2 separate regions of the Mus musculus genome follow, and region 2 is linked to region 1. Evidence: chromatin contacts called from public promoter capture Hi-C data. All regions are on one chromosome and are shown on one strand. The core of a region is the stretch at or near the end of the contact, and the rest is flanking DNA. Distances in the headings are between cores, read along the strand shown.

Evidence for each region. Promoter capture Hi-C pulls out the DNA fragments that hold promoters and counts their contacts.
Region 2: a promoter capture Hi-C map of the 3T3-L1 cell line shows a contact between it and region 1, with 4 times the contacts expected there. The contact joins the promoter of Fbxw2 here to the promoter of 9430024E24Rik in region 1. A contact is called at or near these places in 2 of 39 promoter capture datasets (the 3T3-L1 cell line and maxillary cranial neural crest).

The regions. Positions count from the first base shown.
Region 1 is chr2:33,717,460-33,721,163 of GRCm38.p6, reverse strand. It overlaps 9430024E24Rik (a long non-coding RNA gene), which reads left to right and starts at 2,214. Exons shown (of 2, transcript XR_374262.3): 1 at 2,214-2,529.
Region 2 is chr2:34,824,053-34,827,932 of GRCm38.p6, reverse strand. Fbxw2 (F-box and WD-40 domain protein 2) reads left to right here and starts at 1,698. Exons shown (of 8, transcript NM_013890.4): 1 at 1,698-1,761; 2 at 1,863-1,971. It also overlaps a transcript of Gm34653 not described here.

The DNA.
Region 1 (3,704 bases), core at 965-3,464:
TCCACTGTGGGTAGGAGGGGGGTCTGGAGAGATAAGGTCCATGACTCCCCCACGTACACCTATGCACACAGGTACACTCTGTTCACCAGCCCATCTTGCTAGACAATCCCAGCTCCTGTTTGAAATCTATTTTCAAGCTAAACTGAAATCAGATAGACTTACTCAAAACTGCAGGACCCCAGCACAGGACTCTACTGCCTAAAGGAGGCTCCAGGGTGGGTCCCTCTAGTACCAGGAGTCCCTTTTAGATCCCCAGAGAAGAGGCACTTCATGGCTGTATAGGAACCAACCCAGTCCCTCAAGTAGCTGTGGGGTGGGTTTCTGATCCTTTCCTATAAAATGAGGACTATTCTAGCACTGGATAGCCTGGGTGAGGGCCCATTGCTCCCAGTCGGAACACACTAGATCTCTGGGCTAAGCACACATGGCCTGGTGCCAGCCCTCATGAGACCCCACGGGGATGCTTCTGACCTCACTTGCGCTACCATGAATCTAGGGCTCTCAGGACTTCTCACGCAGAAAGCCGAGCAACATGGGGCTTCTTTAACAGATGGAAGACAAATCTGCTGTCTGCATGCTGCTGACGTGCGTTTGGAAAGATGCCAGCCCACTGTGGAGTCCCCGTCCTCACTGCCCGAGAGTCCCACCCCTTGCCAGCAGGGCAGGGCTTGGATAAGTTAGATTCTTGATCCTCAGCTTCTGCATCAGTGAAATGAGTAGTTAACTGTCCTTGCTTTGAAAAGATGTTTAGAAGGTTAAGCAGACATGTCTCTGCTTTTTGGTTTCTACCTGTACATCCCCAAGTCTCAATTTACCCTGTTGGAAAATGGGCTCAGTAAAAGTCCTTCCAAGGTTTTTTATTTCCAGGGTATGGATAAACAAATAGCACACCACTTTAGACCTTTATGCCCTCAATAAATAGGACCGTTGGAAACCTCAGGCCTGTACCCCTAAGAGACTATGCCTGGAATCCCAGAGTCACATAAGGACCTGGATCCCCAAGTCTGAGAGCCGAAAAGCTAGCGCTTCTGGGTGACTTGACTCCTGTCCAGGTAAAAGGCATAGAGGCAAGACCACCCCCCTGGCTGGTCTTTGGGGTCCTCTCTGCTCCAGAGGCCAGGAGAAAACACTCAGCCTTTGACACCATCCAGAAAATAAAAATGTCCCAGGCTTCTAATCCTTTCCTTCAGCAACTCACAGGGCTCTGAAACACAGCCAAGACCCCGGACACAGTGTGAATATCCAAGCCAGCCTGGCGAGCGCCTGCAAAGCTAGCCTGGAGGCACCATGCCTCCAAGCAGTGGTCTTGATTGGACCCAGCCTCGCCGGGTCCATACATGGAACCCTGGCCTGACTGTTCTGCATCATCACTTGCCTCCTGGAGCCCAGCCTGTGGGGCACCCCAGGAACCTGACTGCCTTCCCAGATAGGGCTGATCCCTGCCCCCACTCCCTCCCACCCCCAGAAAAATATTTGGAATATGGTCTTTGACTGGAGTGAGATTAATCCCCCTTCCCTGACAGTGTCTCTGGGCACGTGTTTTTATAACCTCCCTTTCAAACGAGAACCATTTGTCGTTGGGAGGCTGAGGAGGCCCTGCCCGGCCTGCTGGCCCAGGCATCACCAGCACCTGATTGAATGTCACCGGCAGTGCAAGGGGGCAGGGCTGGGGTGAGGGCAGCATGTCCCTTGTTGGTCCCTGCCCTAGCCATTGACAGAAGATTATGCGGTCTAGTCCTGACTTCTTCCTGATCACAATATGCTCTTCAGTTGGTCACTTTGCCTCTCTGAACCTCACTTTCCTTGCCTGACAAATGGGCGAGGTGGTGGCCCACACACCCCGAGGGATGTGCCCAGGCCTACTTTGGGAAATTGTAGATTCTCAATGTTTAATAAAGCAATTGAACACAGTCTTAGCTCCTGGTAGAAGGGCAAAGTGCTCTGGCTAGAACCTTCCAGGGGCTGCAAAAAAAAAAAAAAAAACAAAAACAAAAATCAAACAGTATGGCTTGAGTCTAGTTCTACTTCCAGACTCACCACGAGAGGTGGCCCTACAAGAAAGAAAGCAGAGGGCTTTAATGTACAGAGAAGGCTGAGTTTATAGGTGTAAGCATGCAGGCTCTTTAATTAACTCTGAGCCCTTGGTCTGTGGCCTCCTCTCTCAGCATAGCCCTCCTCCTCCCCCACAACCCCAGGTCCTGTTTGAAGTTTGCAAAAAAAAAAAAAAAGAAAGAAAAAAGAAACCCTTCACACCATCCCTCCTTGCTGAAGCTAGCTACAGACCCTCAGGGCTCAGCTGGGAGGGATTTATTGGAGAATTTCAATCATGGGGTCTTGGCTCAAACTTGTTGCTTCCCTCAAAAAATCTGCCCAGAAGTTTGATTACATGTGGGATTGGGGCACGAGGGGCCAGTCTGATGATCTCGCAATTCAGAATTCCACCTGGGCCTCTGGGAGTGTTGCAGCCCCGAGAGGAAGAGAACAGGACACAGGACAGCCAGCGAGAGCGGGTTCTGACATGATGCGGAGGTACTGGGACTTGGTGGACTAAAGGAACTGCTTAGAACCTAGAGTTCTGCACTTGCTTAGGAAGTATGAAATACTAGATTCCAACCCTAGCATTGGGGGGCTGGGGGGGGAGATGAGAAGAGGAGAGGAGGAGGGTAGTTCCATCTTGGTCTTCTCCCACAACAGAGACAGGTCTGTACAGGTGCCTGAGTTCTGTATGACAGCTTCTTGCTGGTCCCTTGCTAGGGAAAGTGGGGGGAAAGGTCTGAGCTACATAATGAGACAACCGAACCTGGTGACATGCCGATCTTCCTAAGCTGCGGCTTGGCTCCCCCAAAGGCATTCCCTTCTCAGACTCGGAGCCCACGCCCTTCCACGGGAGCCCAGCCAAGATACAGCAGACAGGGAGCCCCTGAGTGCTCACTTTCTCCCCCTCTGGGCACGGTTGACTCTTTCCATTTCTCCGCAATGCCTCTGCAGTGATGGATAAGCTGTGGTCCCAAGAGATGCAGCCCAGGGGACCACAAACATCTTTTGGTTTCTCATGTCGGCCTCCCACTTCTTGCTTAATAAGTGTGGAAAGAGGCACAAACAGAAATTCCCTGGGCTTCCCATGACTAACGAGATGACCACATCAGGCGACAGTGCTTGGGCATAAAGGTCCCCAGAGCGAGGTGTCCGATTCCCTCCCAAGACGCTTCTCCAACTGCGCTTTGAAGCGGGAGCCCAGGGCCTCCAGCAGGCTCGGGTGGGCCAGTGGGGCTGAGCTCTGGGCCTCCCCTACCCCGTGACGCGCACAGATTGCCCCAGATAAAGGACCCTCGGCGGCTTCACCCAACTTCTGCTGAATCGTGCTTTTCAGAAACTCTTTTCACGTGTTTTCACTTCTCTGGCCTCTTTGTTGAAAGATGTAAAAATTTCAAACCACCACAAAGTAAACATTTCAAAACCCTCGCTTTTCAAAATCACTCACATTTAAAAAAAAAAAAAAAAAAAAAAAAAAAGGAAAGAAAGAAAGAAATCCCTTGAATTCCATCTCTGCTCCACCACTGCCACCCGAAACCTTTCTTTTGCAGAATGTGGAACTGGCGTGTTTTTCATTAATCTCGAAACAGCGCAGGTAACGCCGATGAGTCCGCTGGGTTTTACAGGCCGGAAGTAGCTTTGTTACTCGGTAGATAGATTAGATAAGTGGC
Region 2 (3,880 bases), core at 449-2,948, 1.1 Mb before region 1:
AAGAAAAGTTTGTAACAACTGAGAAGGGAGACTGTGGGTCCTGCTCACCTCCCCAACCCGGAAAGGAGACCTTGAGCTCTTGATTATGCTACCTCTGCCTCTAAAGTGCTGGGAGTATGCACCCGGGCCACTATCTCTAGCTTGGTTGTCAAGTCTTTAAAGCCAAGATTCTCAGGGATTGTGGGCCAAGAGTTGCAACACTAGCAGGCGTTAAGGGCTAAGGAATTAGATCTACAGATCTAAGAGATCTAATTAGATCTAAGAGACCAGACACCCAAGGCTTGTATAAGAACTGTTAACTCCTTCTCCCTTTCCTCCTAGCATTTGCCCTTCTCGCCTTGTTGCTCTGGCGGCTGCTGTAAAACAAGGGAAAACAGGGCAGGTGAGATGGCTCAGTGGGTGAGAGCACTGACTGCTCTTCTGAAGGTCTTGAGTTCAAATCCCAGCAACCACACGGTAGCTCACAACCGCCTGTAATGAGACCTGACGCCCTCTTCTGGTGCGTCTGAAGACAGCTACAGTGTACTTATTTATAATAACAAATCTTTGGGACTGAGCGAGCGCCGGTCTCACATAGGGAGCGGGGTTGACCGGAGTGAGCAGAGGTCCTAAATTCAATTCCCATCATCCACATGAAGGCTCACAACTACAGCGTACTCATACGCATAAAATAAATAACTCTTAAAAAAAACCCTAGCCGGGCGTGGTGGCGCACGCCTTTAATCCCAGCACTCGGGAGGCAGAGGCAGGGGGATTTCTGAGTTCGAGGCCAACCTGGTCTACAAAGTGAGCTCCAGGACAGCCAGGGCTACACAGAGAAACCCTGTCTCGAAAACCCAAAAAAAAAAAAAAAAAAAAAAAAAAAACCCAAGGGAAACAAAAGCTTTAAATAGGAAAAACAAAAACAAACAAACCAAAAACTGGGCAATGATGGCGCACACCATTCATTAGTCCCAAGCTATTGGGAGAGGCAGGCAGATCTTTGAGTTCAAGACCAGCTTGGTCTACAGAGCGAGGTCCCGGTCAGCCAGAGTTACAGAAAAACCTTGTCCCATCAAACAGACAGGCAAAGCTTTCACACAGCAGCATTTATAGAGCTTCTTGCTTACCACTTCTATCTGGGGGGACTAAAGGCTTCACGCTAGTTAGCTGATATGTAACAAGCGCTTCGGAGAACAGCTGTCTCCGTGGCTAAGTGGCCACGTTTGGACAGCGTGCATGTATGTCCTGGGATTCGAGCTTAACCCAGCCCCTACCCAACTCCCTTACCATGTTTTGTCCTTGCTTCCTGCAGTATACTTTGTTATTTGTCCTGTCTTCCTCCTACGACTAGACATAGACCTCGCGCAGTTAGGGATTTGTTCAGCTGTGTCAGAATCGTGTTTGGGAGGTGCCAGGTGTCAATGGGCTGTTTGAATATCGTCACATGTGGATTTGGAGCCTTAGCCCTTTCTCTCCTGTGAAATATTACCCTAACTTGGTTAAAAAAAAAAAGTAGATGAGGAAAATAAACATTGTGCAAATCTAGAGGTCCACCTTGCTCAGGATCATAAGGTGTAAGCGCAGACGGTGGTACAGCACATGTTCGGCCCTTTTCCACAGTCGGGGCCATTCTTTCCCAGGTACTTGGAGGGCAGAGACGGAAGTAGAGCCGCTTCCGCCCGACGCTGGGCGCCGGAATGGCGCGCGGAGATGACGCAGCAGCACCGGAAGCCGCTCCCCTGTGAGGCTGCGGACCCAGAGCAGCGGCCGTAGGTCCAGGTCTGTATTTGCGATTGGCCGGGCCGGGCTGGACAGGAATCCCCAGCGCCCGCGGCGTTACTGACCCGCCGCCCCGGCCTGTTTTCTCCCTTTCCCCGCAGGCGCCATGGCTGTGGAGCGGACCCGGCCGCTGCGACGCTCTGGCGGCCCGAGCGCGCCTAGTCGGTGTGAGCCCGGCGCGAGGTCCCGGGCCCCGGGGCGCTCGCTCAGGTCAGTGCCGCGCGGAACACGGCTCCAGGAGCAGGGGACCAAGGGAGTCACGAACGGGCTGAGAGACTCGGAGTTAATTTTAGACAGGAAAATTAGAGCTAAGAGTTCCTGCCTTCTGGTGCTTCGGTTTTTCCTAGCCGCGAAACGAGTTAACATTGATGCCCCAAGGCTAGCACTTTAATTAATTAAAGATGATGAAATGTGGACAGGTGGTTTATAAAATGCAGAACGTAGTAGTATGTGTAGGAAGGCACCATGCTTGTGTGTATGCCTTGAAAACAGGTGTGTATTTGAGATGATGCTTCTTTTTAAAAGGGGAGAAATGACAGTATTAGTACTACATTATAACAGTAACTGGCATTTATTGTAGGCTTATAGTGTGCCAGATACTGTACAGAACGCTGTTTAACCCTAACAATCTTGTAGGTAAAACAGTACCAGGCGACAGTTTACAAGTGAGGAAATTTGGCTTGAAACACAAGAAATGATTTGCCCATGGTTACCCAACAAGTGAAATTTCAGAGCCCGTGTTTTATAAACATTATTTGTATTCTTTCAAAGGTTTAAAAGATTAGTCTCTAAATTAATGGCTTTTAGGCCAAGGGTGGTTGTGGACTCCAGCAGTCCCAGCACTCCAGTCTTGTGAATTGTGAGACCAGTCTGGGCTTCACTGCAAAAGCCTGTCTCAAAAAACAAAATAAAACAAAAAGCAAAACAAAAAGGAACAGTAAAAACAATTTTCTAAATATCACAAGCAAAAGGAGGAAAAGATCTTTACAATAGTGTAGTCACATGGTTTTAAATACAAAAAGATGTTTTGTTAAAAGGGACTTCATCCCTTTTCTTTCCAGTTCTCTCTTGAAGCAATATTTAATCAGCTTCCTCAATATTCACAGAATACTTTTCTGTACACATAATCCTCTGTGTAGACCAGACTGGCCTCAAACTCACAGAGCCTGCTTCTGCCTCCGAGGGCTGGGATTAAAGGCATGTATCACCACGCCTGGCCTACCTTTTAACTGGTTGTGAAAGGGGAGGCAAGGAGACAACCTTCCCAACAACAATGAGTATTTATTTTTTGTTCTTTAAAAAAATGATTTTTAGTGTGTCTATATGTCTGTGTCTATGTAGGATGTTGGAGGGAGCATGTATATGCCAGTGTGTGCGTGCGTGGTTTTGCATACAGCTTTATGGAGTCAGTTTTCTCCCCCCAAATTTACGTGGGTTTTGGGTATCCAACCCAGGTCATCAGGCTTTTCAGTAAGCACTTCATCTCACAGGCCTGAAGCCTTGATTCCTTACCTGCATAGGTTATGCAGACTAGAAGGAGGGAAAACATTGAGTTTACACCCATAATGCCTTGCCTGTAGAAGATGCAGGTGGAGATTGGGTACTACTGAGCTGCTGCTCCTGTGTAACTCTGGTTGAGCCACCCTGCCTCTTGGGCCCTAGCCTCTTTGTTGGTAAGGGCAGTAGTATTGACTTCTTCTATGAACCATGTTAGAATCAAGCGTGATATTTTTAGGCGCTGCTTCAGTTATTAGGACCAACATAAATATAATTGCTTAGAAGCAGAAACCAAATTCATGCTCTCATCTCCCAATTTAGGAATGTTTATCATACTACACATTTCCTCAGAGCTTTGTGATTGTTTCTGTTGAGGACTGCAGAACAAGTTAAGTGTTTACATTGAGAAGGGTGAGAGGCACAAGATAGCAAGGGGGGTGTGCAGAAAGAAAAGAGCTAAGGAAGCAGTTAGCGGCTTAGATGTGCCGTATCACTGCAGCTTTTCTGATTCGCACACTGCTAAGTTAGAATAGCTTCTGTTTTACAAATGGAAGCTTAGACTTTAGTTGAGCATTCCATGATCACATATTTCCCAGGTTGATCTCTAACTTAGTTATCTTGT